3 separate regions of the Macaca mulatta genome follow, and all the other regions are linked to region 1. A link is a contact called in public Hi-C data. All regions are on one chromosome and are shown on one strand. Each heading gives the region's core, a stretch centred on a gene start, on an enhancer-like site or on the middle of the called end of the contact. The rest is flanking DNA. Distances are from core to core; before and after follow the strand shown. Region 1 holds the start of MAPK14 (mitogen-activated protein kinase 14). Region 2 holds the start of SRPK1 (SRSF protein kinase 1). Region 3 overlaps MAPK14 (mitogen-activated protein kinase 14).

The links. A called contact is a pair of places that touch in the nucleus more often than the background predicts.
Region 2: a Hi-C map of liver shows a contact between it and region 1, with 3 times the contacts expected there. The contact joins the promoter of SRPK1 here to the promoter of MAPK14 in region 1. A contact is called at or near these places in 2 of 14 Hi-C or Micro-C datasets (fetal cortical plate and liver).
Region 3: a Hi-C map of CD4 T cells shows a contact between it and region 1, with 2.8 times the contacts expected there. The contact joins the enhancer-like site here to the promoter of MAPK14 in region 1. A contact is called at or near these places in 7 of 14 Hi-C or Micro-C datasets (CD4 T cells, cortical neurons, fetal cortex germinal zone and 4 more).

What each region holds. Positions count from the first base shown.
Region 1 is chr4:146,227,461-146,232,132 of T2T-MMU8v2.0, reverse strand. It overlaps MAPK14 (mitogen-activated protein kinase 14), which reads left to right and starts at 2,674. Exons shown (of 11, transcript XM_078000290.1): 1 at 2,674-3,139. The coding sequence starts at 3,024.
Region 2 is chr4:146,331,592-146,336,263 of T2T-MMU8v2.0, reverse strand. SRPK1 (SRSF protein kinase 1) reads right to left here and starts at 2,366. Exons shown (of 16, transcript XR_013416474.1): 1 at 2,315-2,366; 2 at 1,726-1,786. It overlaps LOC106997927 (a long non-coding RNA gene), which reads left to right and starts at 1,224. Exons shown (of 8, transcript XR_013416507.1): 1 at 1,224-1,355.
Region 3 is chr4:146,158,418-146,163,089 of T2T-MMU8v2.0, reverse strand. MAPK14 (mitogen-activated protein kinase 14) reads left to right here. Exons shown (of 11, transcript XM_078000290.1): 9 at 2,728-2,807. Among named protein-coding and RNA genes, the nearest start is that of MAPK13, 35 kb to the right of the region's middle. Within about 2 kb of position 2,274, at least 4 of the 40 cell types and tissues checked have an H3K27ac peak or open chromatin away from gene starts, as enhancers often do.

The DNA.
Region 1 (4,672 bases), core at 1,425-3,924:
GTTTGTTTGATGACTGTGTTGATGTCTACCTTATTATGCACTTTGTGTATTCCTTTTTGTAAATAATCTTAGCCCTATGAGGGCAGGGATTTTTATCCCTTTCATTAACTGTTTTATTATGAGTGCCTACAACATTGTGGTGGACATAGGAAGTGTTCAATGAATTTGTGTTGAATGATTGCCCTCCCATTGACTGTAAGCTCCACGCAGGCAGCAACTGTAGTTTTTAATCACTTTTTAACTACAAGTGCTTGGCACCTAGTAGGCATTTAATACACATTGGTTGAATGAGTGTATGAATATACTGCTTACTTTATCTTTACCCTTCCATTCACCCTCACCTCATTATCCCAATTTGTAGGATAAAAATGTGCATTTCTGAGGATTCCTACTTCCAACCTTCCTCCTCACCCCTTGTAACCATTCCCTCATTCCCTCGATCCCCCCAACCCCATCCCTCATTTCTTCACAACCATGTTTTTGCTCTTACTTCCCCTTCACCCTCCGTCACTTCTTAGAAAGCTTCCTAGCCTCCCTAGTTTGGAACATTCTCAAGCATCATGTTTTTGTAGATAAGAGAATTCCAGCTAAGCTACATTGGATCCAAAACAGCTTTCCATGAATCACCCATGACTCTGTTTTTTGGTTTTATATTGCTTTCCTTGAGGAGGACTGATAATCCTGTACCACTTCTTAAATTGAAATCATGGTCATTGTTCACAATTTTTATAACAAATACTTATGGGACATGTTTTATGTTATAGACATTGTGCTAGATATTGGGACAAGATAGGCAAAGTCTGAGCCCTCCAAGGTGTGTATGACACAAAATAGAATAATCACAGGAAATGTTGAGAAATGTCCTGGCTTGGACCTAGTTATTTCTAATACAAGAAACTAAGACAATGATGCAGGATCTGATTCTTCTGCTCATTGTAACAAGCTTTAGCATAGGTGTAGGTTGATAATGGATGTAGGCATGGGGTTATAATGCCTTGCCCATTCACATTTATCTTGTTTAGTTTTTACAAATGACTCTGTTAGTCGGGAATGCAGGGCAGGAAATCTCTTGTAAAAGCTGGAACTAAGGTTCAGGAAAGGTCATTTGACTTGCCTAAATTCGATGAGACTTCTGCCCTCTTCTCCTTACTCGAAGAGGCCTGAGTTGAATGCTTAAAATCCTCTTCACTGATGGCTCTTCAGGGTAGGAGTCAGTTTCAAATCTTCAGTGTAATGGTTTTTTAAATGCTTCTCAAAGGGAGATATCAGACTTTCCTGAATCAGAATTACCTAAGATGTATTATAAAAATACATGCTCTTGATGCCTTCCTCTGACCTACCCAATTAGACTCCCTGTGAGTCCTGGGAACTTGCATCTTAAACTCCCAGGGTGATTTTTCTGCATGTAAGTTTAAGAACTATTAGGAGAGTTTGAATGGAAAGCCTCAGCTTTTTTTTTTTTTTTTTTTTTTTTTTTTTTTTTTTTTTTTGAGACGGAGTCTCCTTCTGACGCCAGGCTGGAGTGCAGTGGCGCGATTTTAGCTCACTGCAACCTCCGCCTCCCGGATTCAAGCAATTCTCCTGCCTCAGTCTCCCGAGAAGCTGGAACTACAGGCTCAAGCCACCATGCCCAGCTAATTTTTGTATTTTTCAGTAGAGACGGGGTTTCACCATGTTGGCCAGGATGGTCTCTATCTCTTGACCTCGTGATCCGACCGCCTCGGCCTCCCAAAGTGCTGGGATAACAGGCGTGAGCCACCGCGCCCAGCCCCTGGAAAGCCTCAGCTTTGATGCAGGGTTAACATTTGCCTTTGGGACATATTTCGTCAGCATCTCGAAGAGTAACCCACATGTAGAGTAACCCATATGTCCTTGAGCAGATGGGAATGCAACAGCCTTCTGGCCAGAACCTGTCTCTCACTTTTTTTTTTTTTTTTTTTAATTTGAGACGGAGTTTCGCTTCTGTTTCCCAGGCTGGAGTGCAATGGCGCGATCTCGGCTCACCACAACCTCCACCTCCCGGGTTCAAGCGATTCTCCTGCCTCTGCCTCCCGAGTAGCTGGGACTCCAGGTGCGCGCCACCACGCCCGGCTAATTTTGCATTTTTAGTAGAGACGGGGGTTTCGCCATTTTGGTCAGGCTGGTCTCGAACTCCCGACCTCAGGTGATCCGCCCGCTTCGGCCTCCCAAAATGCTGGGATTACAGGCGTGAGCCACCGCGCCCTGCCACCTATCTCTTTTTCATGCAAGTGTTTTTTGGAATTTGGGGGTTCAGCTGAGCAGGTGCTCCGCTGCTAGTAACTACTCGCAGTTAAAGATCTTTTGACTCTTTCCCCGACACGCTATTTGTCACTGTCGTTTTCCACCACAGAGCCAGGTATTTGCCCTGCCGGCCACGGTGGGGCGCGCGCGGCGTGTGCTGCCCGCTTATCTCTTCCTTCCCTGGTCCGCCTTCGCGCCCTTAAGGAGACAGTTCCTGGGAGTTTCTGCCTTTGGGCTCCAGTTGTTGCTCTCTTCTCGCGAGAACTGCCCCTCTCATCCTCTCCTCTCACGAAGCCCCGCCCGCGAAGAGGTTCCATATTGGGTAAAATCTCGGCTCTCGGAGAGTCCCGGGAGCAGTTCTCGCGAGAGTACTGCGGGAGGCTCCTGTTTGCTGGCTGTGGAACCGCGACCACTGGAGCCTCAGCGGGCGCAGCAGCTGGATCCGGAGTACTGCGACGCAGCTCGGAGTCGGCCTTGTAGGGACGAAGGTGCAGGGAGATCGCGGCAGGCGCAGCCTTGAGCGCCGGAGCGCGTCCCTGCCCTTAGCGGGGCTTGCCCCAGTCGCAGGGGCGCATCCAGCCGCGGCGGCTGACAGCAGCCGCGCGCGCGGGAGTCTGCGGGGTCGCGGCAGCCGCACCTGCGCGGGCGACCAGCGCAAGGTCCCCGCCCGGCTGGGCGGGCAGCAAGGGCCGGGGAGAGGGTGCGGGTGCAGGCGGGGGCCCCATAGGGCCACCTTCTTACCCGGCGACTGCCGCTGGAAAATGTCTCAGGAGAGGCCCACGTTCTACCGGCAGGAGCTGAACAAGACAATCTGGGAGGTGCCCGAGCGTTACCAGAACCTGTCTCCAGTGGGCTCCGGCGCCTATGGCTCTGTGTGGTGAGTGTCGCCGGGCCTGGGGCCGCTGTGGGCAGGGTGGCCCCTCGCGCCCGAGAGCCAGGCCTGCACGACTGCTCTGCGTTGCGTCAAGTGGCAGGAATTTTCCTCGGGGGAGGGCCTTGCTGCCCCTTCGAGCTCTGCCTGTTCTGCACCTCCTGCACCCCTCGCCCTGCACTCACGCGGGTATTGCGGTCCACCGTGTGCAGCGCTCAAGTCCGCTGCGAGAGGTAGGTGGTGGTGCTGGAGCTCGGTTCTGGCTAGCACCCTGCGCCTTCGCCTCTCGGAAGGTTGCTGCTCGGCGGCAGGCACCGGGGGAAGGGCTGCTTCCTTGGGGGTCTCCCTCCGGACCTGGAGCAGAAGGACCCTCTCCCGCGATGCGCCCACGCTGTGGCGCCGGACCCTGTCCTCTGAGCAGACAAGCTTGGGGAGCTGCCGGGAGAAGCAGAAGGGCAGAGCGCAACCCGAAGACTGCGGTCATCTAAACAAAACTGACCAGGAAGGGAGCTCTCTCCGGGCCTTTTTTTTTTTTTTTTTCCCCAAACCTCTGTCGAAATCCCATCTCGAGAAGTGTTCTTTTTGAATTCGCACTTGAATTAGCAGCGATCCATAGAGCTTAAAATACCGACTTTATCTCGGTGAACACTGTGCCAGCTTGAGTGGTGTGTTTCCGATTCGGTTGAAAGCGTATTTCCTTTCTGTGGAGGGGCGGCGGTGGTAGTGCCTGCAAGAACGCTGCAGCTTGAGAAACTGGCAGTCTCACTGATTAGTCACATACCACTGCTCATTTAAGTATTGTTCGACAAAACAGTTTTTTCATTTGGAGCAAGAAAGATTCAGATCTGTAAGGCGCCCTCAAGATCAAAAAATTATTAACAGTGCTAGGAGGTATTGTAAGTATTTTTTGAGATAATTCCTGCGAATACTGTGTTTTAAAAGTCCCTTTCAGAGTTTGCAGGGATTTATCTAGTTATCTGCATTTATGGCCTGAGGTACACGATGGTTTTCGTAAGGATATGGAACCACATAGAAAAGGAAGGGAAGAGATACTTTTTAGCTTTAATTTACACCGTGAGTGTGTTTTAAATTAAGTCGATACCATGTAATTTCCAGACCTGAAATATTTCACTAACTGCTCTCTAATTTTCAAGGTTTTATACCCTGTATTTTAGATTTTCTATAATTTAAAAGCTACGGATCTGAAACTAAATATCAGATTTAACTGTTAGCTTTTTCTGTGTTTTAGTAATTCGTATTGTATGCGTCATTTGAAAAGGGGCCTGTAAAATAGTTTTTTGTTTTGGAACAAATTCCAGGCTTTTGGATGTGTTAATCTTTAAATATGATTTCTGTGTTTCCCAAAGTCACATCATGAATTTCCTGTTTGGTAGAATCTTCTGGGTAATTGAGATTGTGCAATTGTGTCCAGTAACAGATCATATTGCATTTTCTAGTTCAAGCTGCTTAAGTTATGTTGCAGATGGCACCGTGCGTGACATCTTTCTCCCATTTTTACAGCATGGCAGTTTACATTTT
Region 2 (4,672 bases), core at 1,117-3,616, 100 kb before region 1:
TAGTGAATGGGGTAACAGATATACATATATTTGGCTTTAGAAATAAAGCATATAGTCTAAATAGATAATCGGAAGTAATAGATATCTGGTGCTTAAAGTATATGATCACCTATATACATTTGCCCCTCAAATTATAGCTTGATTTGGGCTAATCTCAAATTAATTTCCAAGTGGTAAGAGAGATCTGGACAAATGGTCTGAGAGACCAGGATTTCTAAAAAATACAGTAATATAATAAAAACCGCAACTTCCTCGTATCAATAGAAAAGAACGTTTTAACACATTCTTATCAATTCCACAAAGAATAACTCAACTAGGCACAGAAAAGTAACATTTCAATTCCTACTGCACACTAGAACCAAGTTAGCACCTTGCTGTTTCTATTAAACAATCTAGGATTAAAAAATGGTTTTGAATAATCCCATATACGGATAATCCAAAGGCAAACAGACACACACAAACTCACCATTTACAAACCTTCGTCACCAAGCACTTACAAAATACATTTCATAAGACAGAATAGAAAATGGAGCAAGAGGTGAGGTCACCTACCACTTTAGTTCTATTGAAAGACAGAAGTCATTATGTGCTCTCCCCAAACAGTAGGTAGCCTCCAAAAACAACACACACCCCTACGCCCCCCTTAATCTGGTATTGTCATTCAGTGGGGTGACCTAGGAAGGCCTTTGAAATGTGTTGTATCAACTCAGAGGGAATTAGACCGCATACAACGCCAAAAAAATCAAATAAATTTAAAAGTATAAAGATAATACATCTAAAATTAAGAACTAGGCATAGAATCTCTCTCTGAGAGATGATTTCCAAGAGCTGATTTCCAAGACCCTTTGCAGTTAAACGTTAGTACATGATGAAAGTTCTTTAGGCTTAGCCTCACTTGCTGAATGAAGCCTGCTACCTGAGTTTCTATTAGGCTGTGACCAACTTTTGAACTTGCCACGATAGCACTATACTGTTATGCATCCCACTGATAAAACTGGACATGTGGCGCTTAATACACCAAACCAGAACCATCGATGTGTGTTAAAGAACTCTCCCGTTACTATAGTGATGCCGACTCCGGAAGATTATCTGCATTTGATTGAGGTTTAGACAGAAGAGAAGCAGTTAACAGACACTGACTGTATACACAGCGGTCTGCCGGCACAGTGCAAAAAAGCCGATGTGCCTTGCAGGTTCAGGAAGTTGACTAACCCAAAGAAAAGCCCCATGCCCTCCTCTATGAAAGGGAGTGTGTGGTTGGTAGAACCCAAAGTAAACACGGAAAAACTCATTCAAGAATTTCCTTAAGGCCTACCGTGCAGACGTTGGAGGCAAGTTAAGACGTTGGGGAGCAGGTAAGAGAGAGAGACCAGAGTTCAGAAACAGAACGATAATGATCTACCAGCTCCGGTGGGGGGGGGGTCCAAGCTAGGGGAGTTTGTGCCTCCTCTGTGGAGTTGGGGAGGAAAGGTACCGGGCGGGCTCTGGTCCTCCTCCGACAGCCCTTTCCAGCAGGCCTGGGGCTGCTAAGACCCAGGCCTGGCGTTCAGCAACAGCAGCTCTCTTCCACATGGTTGCTGGAGAGCGACCCTCCGAGCTGCCCCGAGGCCATGTGGCTGCGGCCACAGGGTGCCCAAACCCTGTGCACATTCAAGACGCGAAACCAGAGCAGAGAAGGTGCCGGAGGAAAATCCAAAGAATGGGATGTTGGGGTACAAGACTCACTTCCTTTGGGCTTTGTCCTTCTTGGCCTTGGTCCTTTTCTTTCGGGCCTGGAGCGCAAGCACTGCAGGAGAGAGGGATGGATGAAGGGCAAATGTGGAGGAAAGGAGGTGACCAAGGTGAGGGTGGAGACCCAGCAGGGGCGCCAGGCCCGGCTGCGGGGCCTGTCTCAGGGGCGGCTGCGGTACGAGCGCGGAGGCTTCGGCAAGGCGGCCGGCCGGGGGGCTGGCGGCCCACGGGGCACAGAGCAGCGCACGGGCGGGATGCGCCGGAGGGGTCTCAGGCCGGGTCAGGGGGCGGGCGGGCGGAGGTCTGCCTCGCCCGCCAAGGTCCGGGCCCTGGAGTGGCCCCAAGGCGCAAGCCGGCCTGGCAGGGAACAAGGGGCGGCGACGGCCGGCGCCGGAGGACGCCCGGGCTGAGGGGCGCGGACCCGCAGCCCAGAGGCGGGGGGTGTGGGGCGGCGCCACCTCAGTGGAGGGGCGCCGCAAGCCCGGGGACCGAACCGCGGCAGTTAGGCGAAGCTCCGGGCGCTGACCCGGGCCTCGCCCCGGCGGCCGTTGCCCCTCGTGGCGGAGGCCGCTCCACCGCTCACCTTTCCGCTCCATGGTGAGACCGGTAACCGCCAAGCGCCTGCGCACTCGAGTGGCGGTGACTCCAGCTCCCGCCGCGGCCCAAAACCGAGCCCGCGCACACTCCACCCCCAGTCCCGCCCCGCCCCCGCCCCACCGTGCCGCGCGCATGCGCGTCGGGAGCGGAGCCTACCACCTGCTCCCGAGGAGGGGGCGGCAAGGAGAGGGAGGGGGCGCTGAGAGGAGGAACGTCGGGGGTGAACGTTGAAGGAGTGTTAGAGATCCAAGCTCGGAAACCTGGCAAGGTTAGTTTTATTCTATTTGCTTAGAAAAGGCGCAGAGAGCGGCAGGGCTCCCTGCATGCTGCTGAGTCAGAGCTTCAGAGGCAATTGGGATCTGCCTCAGTTTCCTGGCCTGTAAAATGGATTAATCAGGCATGTCCCAGTTTCTCCTTCCCTGAGCTATTGTGAGCCCAGTTGAGATGCTATTTAAAGAAAATGGAAAAAAATTACATGTGAGAAAGAAAAGGGAGTGGGAGCAACACAGAAAGACTGGAAGGAAAGAACCTGTGACCCTATTATCACTTGAAAAGTAAAAACTTCAAAAGTGAATTTTCTCTTGAAATTTCAAGTTTAAATGAAAGCTGTAAAGGAAAGAAAGGGAAATGAGAATAAAAACGTTTAATGTTTTCTTATTCTACCACTTTCAATACATGATAAAGTTGTCTTGTTTATGAGATTTTTTTTTTTTTTACTTTTCTAAGTGCATTATCTCATTTTATGTTTATGGCAACTTAAAGGCAAAATAGTTATTCCTTCCATTACACAAAGACACTAAACTTAAGAGGACCTGCCTATATGTTCAGAATCTTGGTGTACGACCCAGTTATTTAATCATCAAGCCCTTATTGTATAGCAGGCTCAGCAAAGTTTTTCTTTGGGCCAGATAGTAAATATTTAGGCTTTGTGGACCATAAGATCTCTTTCTCAGCTACTCAACTCTGCCACTGGAGCTCAAAAGCAGTCATAGAAAATATGGACTTTGTTCCTATAAAGATTTATTTATGGACACTGAAATTTTAATTTCATATAATTTTCGCATGTCATAAAATGTTCTTCTATTGATTTAAACATGGCCTTTGTTAGGTTTTGAAGGGAAGGTGAGGGTTAAAGAGGAGTAGTCTTGCTCTGCTACTCAGGTGGAGTACAGTGGCATGATCTCGGCTCACTGCAGCCTGGATATCCAGGGCTCAAGTGATCCTCCCACCTCAGCCTCCCAAGGTGCTGGAATTACAGGTGTGAGCCACTGAGCCAGGCCCTTTTGATCTTTTTTCAACCGTTTTAACTATTCTTATTTCAGATCTTAATTTACCAGCCCCTATTGTAAAGTACCACAGCTGGTCAGAGTGGAAGCTCTGAAGACCTTTGCTCTAAACAAGTAATTGAGAAGGGAAGATGAGAGGGCAATAGTACAGCACAAGTCAAGCATGGGGGCTTTGGCAGGACTTATTGAGCAAAGTAAGTAATTAAGCCCATCCACAGAGGAGGCCGTTTTTGAGCTGGGTCTTAGGAAATACATAAGATTTCTGTAGGTGGAGAAGGAGATGTCAGGCATTCCTGAATGAGAAAATACATTGAGCAAAAAGGCACAGACATGGACACCTGTAGGTGGGGGCTAGGATTGGGGCTGGTAACAACTGAAGGGATGAAATGGAAGGTGAGGCTGGAAAGGCAGGTTAGCCAAATTTGAAATTTAGATAATTGATATATGTTGCATGGAACCTGAATGATAGCATGTCTGGGTATATTGCAAAAGAAGACAGTACCTGTTGGCCAAGGAAGGATGCAGCCCAGTCTATTCCCTGCTGTAAAGTTGAAAACAAAGGAAGGTTAGGACAGACAGGGAAGCCCTAGACTCTGAGGATTGTGTGAGTTCAGGATAACCACATGTGGTTTAGAAAAGACAGGGAGAGAGCAGATGGCTAGGAAAAATCCCAGAATTGGGAAAGTACTGCCCACCCCAAAGTAAACTGTTTGAGTGTAGAGACCCTGCTTAGATTTTCCTTGATGTATACTCAGTGCCTACACAGTGTCAGGCACTTAGTAGGTGCTCAAATATTTGTCTAATAAAAGAATAAATGGGCCAGGTACCATGGCTCGTGCCTGTAATCCCAGCACTTTGGGAGGCTGAGGCGGGCAGATCAAAGGTCAAGAGATTGAGACCATCCTGGCCAACATGGTGAAACCCCATCTCTACTAAAAATACAAAATTAGCTGGCCGTGGTGGCACATGCCTGTAATCCCAGCTACTTGGGAGGCTGAGGCAGGAGAACCACTTGAACCTGGGAGGCGGAGGTTGCAGTGAACAGAGATTGCACCATT
Region 3 (4,672 bases), core at 1,025-3,524, 69 kb after region 1:
AAGTAGAGAATTAGTTCCACCTCAATATATCCAAGACTTCATGGCAGAGTTCTTGTTTGAATAGGACTTCAAAGAGTAAATAGGAATAGGAAAGGCTTGGAAGGATGGGAGGAGGGGAGGTGTTCTGGTTTATGAGTTACATAAGTAAGTACTTGGAAGCTTAGAAGTGCCTGGAATATCTGGTGTGAGTTGAAGCACTGAGTGCATTAAAGAATAGTAGTTTGAGCCAGAGTCAGAAAAGAAGCTTGATGCCAAATCACAGACGGCTGTGAATGTGAGGCTGAGGAATTGGGGCTTGATTCTTCAGGCCTGGTATTGTTTCATGCCAGCAGAGGTGGGAGAGAGAGGGTTTCCCAGCTCATTGACGTAATGAGCCACTGTGACTAGTGGAAATTGCATATTCTTCAGGTAGGTTGGGGTGAAGTTCAGGTAGTTGAGAAATTCGTAGCTCAGAGAGCTTGTCTTCCTTAGAGAGAGTATAAAAATTGACTCTTACTGTAAGTAGTCAGAAGTCTCTTAAGAATACTAATATCAAACGCTTCATTTTAGAGATTACTTTTGATGCATATATTGTAAAGCCACCTGTTTGAGATATGAAGTCATTGAGATTTTTCCCATATATGATTTACTTTATCTTGTGGTGGCTACCCAGTTAAATATATTCCTGAAGAGTGTTAATGTGAGGGAACTAAATTTTTGTAAATTGAGTCATTTTAGAGCAGCAAGAATTTTTTTTTTTACAGATTTCTATTGTGATATAATTAATCTGATTATTTTAGAGCAAGACAGTATCCATCCCACCCCCACTCCTGCTCTGTCCTGTGAACATATGCTTCAAAATTTTTGTCTTGTCAACATCTTGAACTGAGAAGCCAGTATTTAAATCTTAACCTTTATAACACACTGATTTTTACCATTTGCAGATGACAGAATTCCCTGTTATTCTTAATTTAGAAATAACTTACGTGAGTGGACTTGTTTCTAGTTTGTTTTGCTTGCTAAAGAACACAAGTTGTTTGGGTTTAGGATGGGGTTTGGCACACCTTTTCTGAAAGGGCCAGGTCGTTAATATTTTAGGCTTGGGAACCGTATGGTAACTGTGCTTGTTGTAATTGGAAACACCTGTAGACTGTACATAAATGAATGGACATGGCTGTGTTCTAATAAAACTTTATATATAAAACAGGAAGAGATTGGGGTTTGCTGACTTCAGCCTAGAATTTTCTTCTGTTTAAGCTGATTTCATATCTAAAAGAAAGTAAAAGACAAGATGTCAAATTACTGCATAAGTTATTCCTATAACGTAGGCACCTGTGGCTTATAGAGACTGCTGTTTTTAAGTGTTGCTATGTTGCCTTTATATGTATAACCATAAGCAAAAATTTCTTTCATCCTGCTCTACCTTTTCCTCAAATATTTTGACTACCCATCACGTACCAGATGTTAGGCTGAGGATAAATGGTGAAGAGGCAGAGTGGCCCCTGTCCTCACAGAGCTGTAGACCAGTACAGGGGGCAGACAGTAAGCAAACAAAGTAATTCTAGGCTGTGATAAGCACTATGATGTTATCAAGCATGATGCTGAGAAGGAATTGGGGGGGAGTGGGGTATCATGTATATAGAGTGTTGAGGGGAGACCTCCCTGAGGAGGTGAAGTTGAAGCTGAGACCTGAGGCCAAGAGGATTTAGTCATGTGAAAAACCTGATGGGTCAGAAGACAGTCATCCTCCCCTTCTCCCTCCGTGGAATGTCAGTCAGTATAAACATGGATAAACTATTCACATTTTCAGATAAAATATTAAAAGCTATTTTATAATATTTTCCCCCCTCTTTTTAACTTCCTTTTTAGGTAAGACTAAAAGCAATGAGAACAAATGGAAATTTTTGTCTTCTGGTTAACACATGCACATACATTCTGAGTATACATTGAAGTGTTGGCTACCAGGATAAAAGTTTTAGCATTGTGGCCTATTATTTAGAGCCTTTGGGATGTGTGGAATTTGTTAAGCATTGTTCATTTGCATTTTATAAGGTTGAAACTGCCTGTGTTTGTGTTCTCCTGGCGCTCCTGAGGGAACATGCAGTGGGAGAGCGCCCTCTGCTGGCGACTCTCCCTCATCGTGCTCTGCCTACTGTAGCCAGTGGGAGAGGCGAGGCTTCCCAGAGGGTGTGCTCCAGTGGTCAGGTTTTGGGGTCTCACAGGCCTTCCACTGTCATATCATAAGCTCTTTAGGTCACGTTTAGGAGAATATTCATAAATAGACTTGTACATCCCTAGCTCCTGTGCTCTGTTGCTTTTTTCCTTATCTGTGGCCCTCTAATTACCAGTGCTCTTTCCTGGACTGATTACTGACACTGTGATGGCAGATGAAGAGGGCAATGTAAACTGAGTGAAGCTCTTGTGTTTTCACCTGCTATCTTTGGCAGCTAAGAACCACCTAACGTTGCCTCACTTTACTGATACATGCTGTTGACAGATGCACAAAATGAATATAAAGTGGATACGTGTGTGGTAGCATTTTGAATCTTTGTACAGGAGGAGCATGTCCTACGTGAAGTGATCATCCTGCGGGAACCTTGACCTAGAGGGATTCACCGTGTTGGCTAGGTTTGGGGTGTTTCATTTTTGTTCTCGGGGTGTTTTGTTTGTTTGTTTTTGTTTTGTTTGTCATTGTTTGTTTTTCATTTTTATTTCGTCCCAACATTTTCCTTTATGGTCCACCATTAGATATTGATCAGTTGAAGCTCATTTTAAGACTCGTTGGAACCCCAGGGGCTGAGCTTTTGAAGAAAATCTCCTCAGAGTCTGTGAGTTGATGCTTTGTAATTATCTGCCCTGTTGGGAGCCTCTGCCACTTGCCTTCTACCAATCTGTACTTTGACCTGGGTGTGTTTGTAAGCACACATACCCTTTGTGTGCTGACTTCCAGGATGAGTGAGGTATAAGATAGTGTGAGTGTGTGTGCGCGTGCACGCATGTGTGCCTGCTTGCATGCACAAGTGTGTTTTATTCTCTATCTGGGTACACACTAAGATCATGAGAGCCTCTATTAGGCAATAGTATCCCAGTAAAGCAATGAGATTTGAGATTCTAATTCATTAATCCAAGAGATTAATGCAAAATGTGTGTCTCTGTCCTCAAGCTCTGACTTTCATCTTTCTCAGAAGTTTCACGTATGCTCTAGAGCTCTTTTCACTGTTTCTAGTGTTTGTTCTCAGCGCATGAACTTCACCATGTATTTAGTGTAACTTAATCACTAAAAGAATAAAATGTACATTGTCTGCACACTGTTGCCCCTTCCCATAAGTTATTTTTTATTGTTTTAGAATAGATACTCACATATCCTACGTAAAATGTTCGTTCCCAACAGAGGGACCTTTCTACCCAGTCCCTAGACCCCACTCAGAAGAAACAACTCCACTCTTGATACCTCAGATCCACAGGAATGTGGTTATAAATTTTCCTCCTATTGCCTTGTAATTATAAGTTAAATAACCCGAGACAGAGTTTGGAGCTAGTGCTTTCTTGCTTCTAAGCAGGGACTTAGACAGAAGCCATGGGAATGTGACTCTGGCTTACTTTTGCTTGATTTCCTGCTCTTGGTCATTTTCTTGGGCCAGAGGCATGAGAGAAGCCATGAAAGCCCAGTTTTTTTTCCTTTTTCCCTCAATCTGCTGCCAGGCAGTGGAACAAAAGAAAAAATGAGCTACGGAGCCAAGCTCCAGTTATGCCTTCCTGGATTCTCCTCCCAACATTTATGACTGAAGGGGCCCTTTGCCTAGTTGGGAAGACTGCTGGGTAGCTTGAGGCAGGCATAAGTAGGTGAGTTGGAACTGTTCATTCACCTTCCTGACAAAATAAAGAATACCGTCATCTGGTATGTATCCGGTACATTTCTTGAAAGGATGCCAAAGCCCAGTGTATTTCTGAACCTCCACTCTGAATTTTGTTTCATTTACTTATTTAAGATAAAGAAGCAAAGGCCCAGAAAGGCAGTGACTTTTCCACGTCATGCACTGAGTCACGTGGCAGAGCTGAGTATAGATCCCAGATGCTGGATAACATGATCCAAACTATAATCGCATGTGATTACATACTATTTTGGAAGTCGTTGTCAGTGTTACCACAATGTCAACCTAAAGAGGTATTTTTTCCCCCTTTATGATATATAGAAGCTGGATTAGAGTGAATCAAAGATATCAGATGATGCTTAGAAAGGGCAGTACTTTTTTTTTTTATGTTTTTTCTTAGAAACACTGTCTTACAGTAAGAGGCCCTAAGGGCAGAGGGAGGACTGGGAAGGAGCTCAATTAATAAATAGTGCTAATGAGACCAAGCAAATTCATTTCTTTCCTGAGAGTGACTCTTAGCAGCCCTTTCTTAGTCTTCTCTTCCATCCCAGCCATCTGCCCTATAGATATGTGCTATTAGTCGCAAGGAATTCAAACCAAAGTCTAGGTAAAATAGTCAATAGTATTTATCTCTCATTAATCCATCACTTATTTTTAAGAAAGAAACACTAGGTGCACAGCCTAATAGTGGAGGTCCCTCTGTGAAATGAGGCACATTATATATTTCAACAGCTCTACTGAAATTGAGTACCAGAATACAGAACTTGACTCAAATAATATTATATTGAGTGTAAGAATAAGAAAGTTTTTTTTGTTTTTTC